Linked DNA regions of Triticum aestivum: region 2 is linked to region 1. The links are chromatin contacts, called in public Hi-C maps. All regions are on one chromosome and are shown on one strand. The core of a region is the stretch at or near the end of the contact, and the rest is flanking DNA. Distances in the headings are between cores, read along the strand shown. Region 1 has its middle 43 kb from the start of LOC123054150. Region 2 holds the start of LOC123054152 (ORM1-like protein 3).

Region 1 (3,428 bases), core at 333-2,832:
TTTGTGATATTCATATACAAGACAATGATGTTAGTGTAACTAAGTCCTAAATTATAGTTCAAGGGTATTACAGACTCTTCATGTGACGTGAGAAAATACGCTGAATGACAGAATCTGGAAAGAACTAGATGGCTTATTTTTATGGACTCATTTCCACAACAGCTTATTTGGGGCTTATTTCGAGAGCAGCTTATTTTCATGGAGCGACTTAAAAGAACCGGCCCTTATACTCCCTCCATCCTCAAAAGCAGCTTTTGGGACGGAGGAAATATTTGTGAACGGAGGAAGTAGGAGTGTATCTCCCGCCATCAGTGGAGTGGTAATAACCAGAGTAGTGCTAGTACGAAACTGAAACGACAAGAGGAGGAGGAGGTCCCCGTCCGATGCACACTCCACGCGGCAACCAGACGTACGTCGCAAGAATCCAATGCCTGTGATCCGCGGAAAGGAACGCATGGAATTCCACGATCCTCTGGGTTTCACGGGCAGGCAGGCAGGCCGACTGCAGCTTTCAATCGCCCTCCTATCCCTCCTAGTTTAATACGTACTAGCATCTCGCAGACCCCTCTTTACAAGTGATTGTTAGTATTAGAACCGGCCATTAGCATGTCTGCTCAGCTCACCGCACACTTCGTCCTCTTCCTCTTTCCCTCGTCTTGTCTCTAGCTGCTTGGGACGTTGCGATCCAGGAGAATATTGGGTTTCCGAAGCAACAACTTGGGGAACGATCGAACTGGGAACGGGACAACGGTGGGTTTTGTTCTCTTCCTGTCCCGGCCCTGTACTACTAGTATAAAACTGCTGTTTGGTCACGCGTGATGGTCAAGCCGCAGTCAAGCTGCTTTGAAGATGGATAATACATATATATGGTTATGGTCACCACAGTCTCACAAGAAGAGTTCAGAACAGAAGATGTGGGAGCCGTCGTGGCATGGCATGGATGATGCATCGGCCCATTTTCGCTTCAACACACAGTGTTTAGCACGCAGACATGGATACACATGGTCTGCTTGGATTTTCGAAAACCACTAACAGTGTGTTAGCTCCGCAGATGCATGCTGCCGTGCCGCTGCCTCATCCGAAGGCGGTGGAGAATACAGGGATGTTCCGAGCAAGACCTTTTCCCTTGGTGGATTTACTACTTTTCCTGCATCACTCGGATCGCGCCGCGGGAATAAGAGATGCGGCGAAAATGCGAGGATTGGCTTTTCCTTTCAACAAAGAACAGCCTTCGCGGATTCCAAACATCTTCTCTGACTGTGTACACACTCGTAGCATACACACGCGCTTTGAAGAGACGCAATACGTCTGTCCTTGACCGACGATCTCTTCAGACATCTAATCAGAAGAAAAGGAAGACGGCGACGCGATCGCCAGCGCAAGCATCCACAAACGGCCAGCGGTGGAGAATTTCACGGCTACCCATTTATAAAAACCTGAGTGGATTCGCTCGCCATCACACGGAAGGAAAACCCGTTGGCACGCTTAATCGAGCCCCGCGATTGGCCCAGACGAGGCTGGACATGGACAGGTTAGCACAACAGCGGCGCCCGACAGCGCGCCCCGGATTTCAACTCCGGGTCGTCGCGCGTCTCCAACCGTCGCCGTCGTGACCTCACCTCCTCACCGCCTCCACTCGGGCACAGGACGTGCCCAGTTTCTCGACCGGTCAGCCTCTCTCGAGTCAGAGGTCGCAAGAATAGCCCAACGGACGGACGGAAGATCGTGGTGCTGCTGGCGCTTGAAGGTCAAATCAAATCCGCCGCGTATCCGGCCCAACCATGGCGCTGTCCATGCATATTCCTGCACGAGCCGAGACACGGCAAGGCTATGGCAGCCGCACGCGCCCGCAGTAGCAGGGATTGACTTGTGCGCGCTGCGTGCCGGCCGGCGGCGGCCAAAGTGCGGCGCGCACGGACGGACGGACGGCCTTCCTGCACCACGGCAGTGGCTTCTTCGTCGTCTCCCGGTGGACGGGGCCACGCGCCGGCCCGACGGCGCAAGCTACGCGGAGGAGGCGAAGGCGGGGCCAAGGTGTGTGACCCGGAGCAGAGCACTGTCCTTGTGGGAGAGGGATGAACGATGATCGATCGTGGAGGTCGCTTTCGCGGGTCGACCTCGGCGCTGGAATTTGACATCCTCCTGCTGCCTCTGGTCTGGTGGTTCCGATCAGGTGAGTTCCTGGCGCTATTGCGGTCGGGGCCCCGCGGCTGATGGCTCTCTCCCGCCGCTCTCCACTCAGATTCAGCCTGCCTACCTGATTCCCATTGTCTGCGACTCTGCGTCTGCGTCTCCTGTTTTTTGTTGATTGATCCGGAGGGCCGACAGTTTTCGTGCCAAAACGGTCGCCGGACTGTGCAGGTGCAGGAAGCCCGGGTGCGTATCTTTTTTCTTCTCTCGGTCCGGGCATTCCATCGCATTGGTGAAAACAAAGAAAGCAACAAAGTGTATTCTCAACTCCCTATCTCACGCGGATTAGTCCGAAGGCTCAACTGAAAGCTACGCAGTTCACGGAAAAAAAGATACAAAAATTGCGTCATTCGCACAGGCATGGCGAGCGAGCGTTGATCTGGGCCGGCCCGTTAAGGCGTTTTAGTGATCCATGTTTAAACAACGTTCTAGGAGGGTCCCAACTGGTTTTTTCGGTTTTGGGAACCTTCTCGGAGGTTCCTGGACCGGTTTTTTCTTTCTATTATTGTGATTTCTTTTCTTTTTTTTTTCCTTTTTCAAATTTATTTTTTGTGTTTTCCAAAAAATGTGGGTAAATACATTTTTTTTTTGCGTTTATCATAATTTTTCACAACTTAAAAAATGTTCCTGGTCTCAAATTTAGTTCACATATTACAAACTGGGAATTTAAAAATGATACTGCTTTTCAAAATTTGTTCAACAGTTCAAAAAAGTTCCACCTTCTTGCTAAAAATAAAAAAAATTGTAAATTTCATAAAATGGTTGTGTTTATCACAAAATGTTCAAAACTTCAAAAGATGTTCTGGTTTTGAAATTTTGGTTAAATATTCAAAAAGGTTTGCTTTTTCAAAACTAATTCAAGATTTTAGAAAAAAAATGTGCTTCCAAACGTTGTTCAGAACTTCAAAAAATGTTCCTACTTCATTTTTTTCAAAAATTTGAAAAATATTTGCCTTTTCAAAATTTTGTTCGAAGTATAAAAAAATCACAGATGAAAATAAATGTTCTCCTTTCAAATTTTGGAAATTTTTGGAAAATTGTTCCCATTTTGCAAAAAAAAAGGTGTTTTAGAATTTGTTCAAATTTGAAAATGAGTGTTGTTTTCAAAAAATCAAGATTAAAAAATGTTTGCGGTTTCAAAAAAACTTACATGTTCAAATAATGATCACACTTTTATAAAATTGTTCACAAATTTGAAATATTTGTCTTGTACAAAATATTCACTTGTTCCAAAAAAA
Region 2 (3,428 bases), core at 504-3,003, 270 kb before region 1:
ACATCCTCCTTTTACCTAGCAGATAAAGTGAGAAAACAACCCCCACCTACGTGGACGCACATGCCCAAACATCGCCAGATGGGACCAAGCCGCAATAGGACCACCAAAATGATAGGAGACACACCTCTTTCGCTAGCCTCACAGGTTAATGAGGCCCACATGTCATCTGCTACCATGCAGTCATAAGAGTGTAAAAAGAAGGACGCTTGACCATTTGCCATCGCAGTAAAAAGGACGAGTGTCAAAGCATCGAGCGGTTGTCTTTCGAACCGTTTTGTGAGATAGTAACTTTACGTTATAACGTAGGTGTCGGCGAGGACGTTGTCTTTCGAGTGCTCCGCACTCGCTAGACCTCTTGTAAATTGTGCTGCTCTCTTCTATAAAATTAAGGCACACACTTTGCGTGCTCTAAAAAAAGCATCGAGCGGTCCTGAATCGCTAGAGGACGAAAATGCGTTGAAAAGCTAGGTAGCATAGCTGATTTTGTAGGGAGAATACCACAACTCTACCAAAACTAATTGCTCCTACAAAGAATTAAAATAATACTCCTGAAAAATCAAACATGTCCTGGCGAGTTGTGCTGGGTCTTGAGTGCTGCGTTGAACTTGTAGACGCAACTTGCGAGGACTCGTTGCTCAATGTTTTGATATTCTTTGCTGCTCTTTTTGTCCATGAGACAGATGCTACGAGTAAGAAATTAAGCCCCAGACTACTCAGACGACCCGGAGAAGAACCATCGCAAAAGAAAGAAAAGAGGCCCTGTCGTGATCCATGAAAAATGAAATGAAACGGCTTCTTTTGTTGAGCAGGCACATGATAATGATGCTAAATTGGCAATTAACAAAGTTTCTGCGCGTTGGTTACACACACGAACACACGAGCACCTTGTATTTAAGGAACGGAACGCGGCGGGATGCCTGTACTCTCCTCGTCATACACATTCGAGTCAACAGCCTACATTAACAAACAAAATTAGTTGAGTTCAACCTACATCAACATTATGAGGTCAGTGTGCAACTACCCAGCATTCATCACGAAAGAGACCACTACCCGTACCATAAATCTGCTCTTGATGAACAACAGTCCACCTGCACTATGGAGAAGGGGAAATTTTCCTGAAATTTTGATGAGGGCAGCTCATCCGTCGAACATACTCCCTCGACGTCTTATATTTAGAAACGGAGGGAGTATTGTTTAGCAGCTCGATTTGTGGAACCGCAAGCAAAACCCAGGCTCGCTTGGCACTAGTATTAAAGCAGAATCATTCCAGCCACCATAGACAATCTATTTTTCTTTTTTGCGGGAACCGTAGATATTCTTCGAGGGGGCATGATAGGACGAACATCACCGAGCACTGAAAACGACACATTAGTTTATCCAATAAACAGGAGTGAGAATCTAGAACATCTTACAAGTTAGCGCAACTAACCCATCGCAAATCCAACAAGAACATCCCAACCAACAATCGAACAAAATCCAACCAGAACATTCGCTCCCCCAAAAAGAAAACAAATTCAACGAGAGCATCTCGTCTCGCTTTACGGCCGGGTAAAGAAAAAAAGAACCAAAGAAAGGAGGAAGCAGGAGAAAACATTTATATGCTAATAAGAAAACAAAAAGAGAAAATATACTCTACTCAAAATAACCAGGCCAGGCCCAAGCGCGGCCCGCCCGTCGCGATCGCGGTCGCGGCGTGCATCATCCTACGGTCGGCGTCGCTTCGTCCCCGTCGGTCGCCCACCCTCACCTCACCTCTCCTCCTCCTCCTCTCGCAGGAAATACTCTTCCGTCCCCCATCTTTGAACCTTCCTCCTCCTCCGCGCTGACCTACCCCTCACCCTCCCCTCCCCTCCCCTCCCCGGCAACAAACCAGGCCCCTCCTACATAGAGGCAATCCGTTCCGGCCTCTCAGCCCGCAGCAGCACCCCGGCCGGAGCTCCCGCGACGCCGAGCCGGACGGACGGGAGGAGCCACCGCCCCGCAGCACGCGCGCGCTGGTAGGGCGAGGGAGGGGAGGGGATCGATGGCGAAGCTGTACGTGCAGGCGGTGCCCCCGCCGGATCTGAACAAGAACACCGAGTGGTTCATGTACCCGGGGGTCTGGACCACCTACATCTTCATCCTCTTCGTCTCCTGGCTCCTCATCCTCTCCATCTTCGGCTGCACCCCCGGCATGGCCTGGACGCTCGTCAACCTCGGCCACTTCGCGGTACCCGCCTCCCCCCTCTCTCTTATATCTCCGGCTCTCTCCTGGATTAGGATTTCGATGGGGATTGACTGCTTGCTTGGCTAGGCATAGGCGCCCCCCGTGGATCTGAAGGCTTGCGGTTCGAGTTAGTTTACATCGATTGCTTGCTTCGTGCGGTCAGAAATTGGGATAGATCGTTCGCATCTGCCTGCCTATCGCCTTCCCTAACTACAAATTGCTATGGCCCATTCGCCCAATTCTGCCAACTGAATGTTGGTGCTACTAGTATTGGCTTGCTTTCCCACCCTACTGGATGCGCCCCCCCTACTCAACCACTCATCATTCTCGTACCAGCAAGCACTATCCGTAGTTTGAGATGAATGGAATTCCAAACCTCCACGGTATGCGTGTGTTGTGGTGGCGTGCGTTTGTACCGGCTTGTTGTTGATCGTTGCTTTATATATAAAGCGGGGCGAAAGCCTTTTTCGGTAAACCTCCACGGTAGCCTGCATTTCAGTCGATGCACCAAGGTGTTTTAGGATTTCTATCTAATCCTCTATGCATTCAGGTTTCAGCTTACCATCATTTTGTTGTTATGTCTTGCATGTTCCTGCCTTATGAGTATACAGAATAGATAAGTATCACTAGCAAGGATCGATGTCTCTCATTTCCATCCTCGTGTTGAAATAGCAAACCACACTTATGCCCCTGTTGGGTGTATAGTAGGTAAAATAGCAGAGTACACCGATTACCATTCTGTCTGCTGACATACGCTTCCAAAGACTTTTTAGCGCAGAGTTCATATAGTTCTACACTGCTTTTTGGCTTAGATACCATATAGTTATGCAGTGCTCCCTACACTATGTCTGTTTACTATATATATCATTCATGTATTCTTGGATAGTACTGACTACTTGCTGGGGCCAATTAACCACAATTCGCCACATTTCCAACCTCGTATTGTCCTTAATGCACCCTTAGTCAGTATCTATATCCAAAGCATTTCCTTGGTCACTGTGGAGCAGGAGGAAAGACTGTAAAAGATTCAGAGGTGATGTGTTGTGTTAGAGAATAGGTTCAACCCAGGGTATGCATTGTCATGGAGATTAACCTTCACATGAAGTGTATTCTAGTTTGAATGTTTATTGTTTCATAATAGCCAAATAAATAAAAAGGGCAGCCCGGTGCATGAAGCTCCCGCTTGCGCAGGGTCTGGGGAAGGGTCCGACCACATTGGGTC

What was found. Hi-C and Micro-C count contacts between places; a contact is called where the count stands out from the background.
Region 2: a Hi-C map of leaf shows a contact between it and region 1, with 4 times the contacts expected there. The contact joins the promoter of LOC123054152 here to the enhancer-like site in region 1. A contact is called at or near these places in 2 of 5 Hi-C or Micro-C datasets (both in leaf) and 1 of 1 datasets of contacts at active chromatin or transcription factors (leaf).

The regions. Positions count from the first base shown.
Region 1 is chr2D:514,615,170-514,618,597 of IWGSC CS RefSeq v2.1, reverse strand. No RefSeq gene overlaps it. Among protein-coding and RNA genes, the nearest start is that of LOC123054150, 43 kb to the right of the region's middle. Within about 2 kb of position 1,582, at least 2 of the 8 cell types and tissues checked have an H3K27ac peak or open chromatin away from gene starts, as enhancers often do. A contact at or near this core is called in leaf, where this site is marked.
Region 2 is chr2D:514,884,403-514,887,830 of IWGSC CS RefSeq v2.1, reverse strand. LOC123054152 (ORM1-like protein 3) reads left to right here and starts at 1,753. Exons shown (of 3, transcript XM_044477848.1): 1 at 1,753-2,209. The coding sequence starts at 2,024.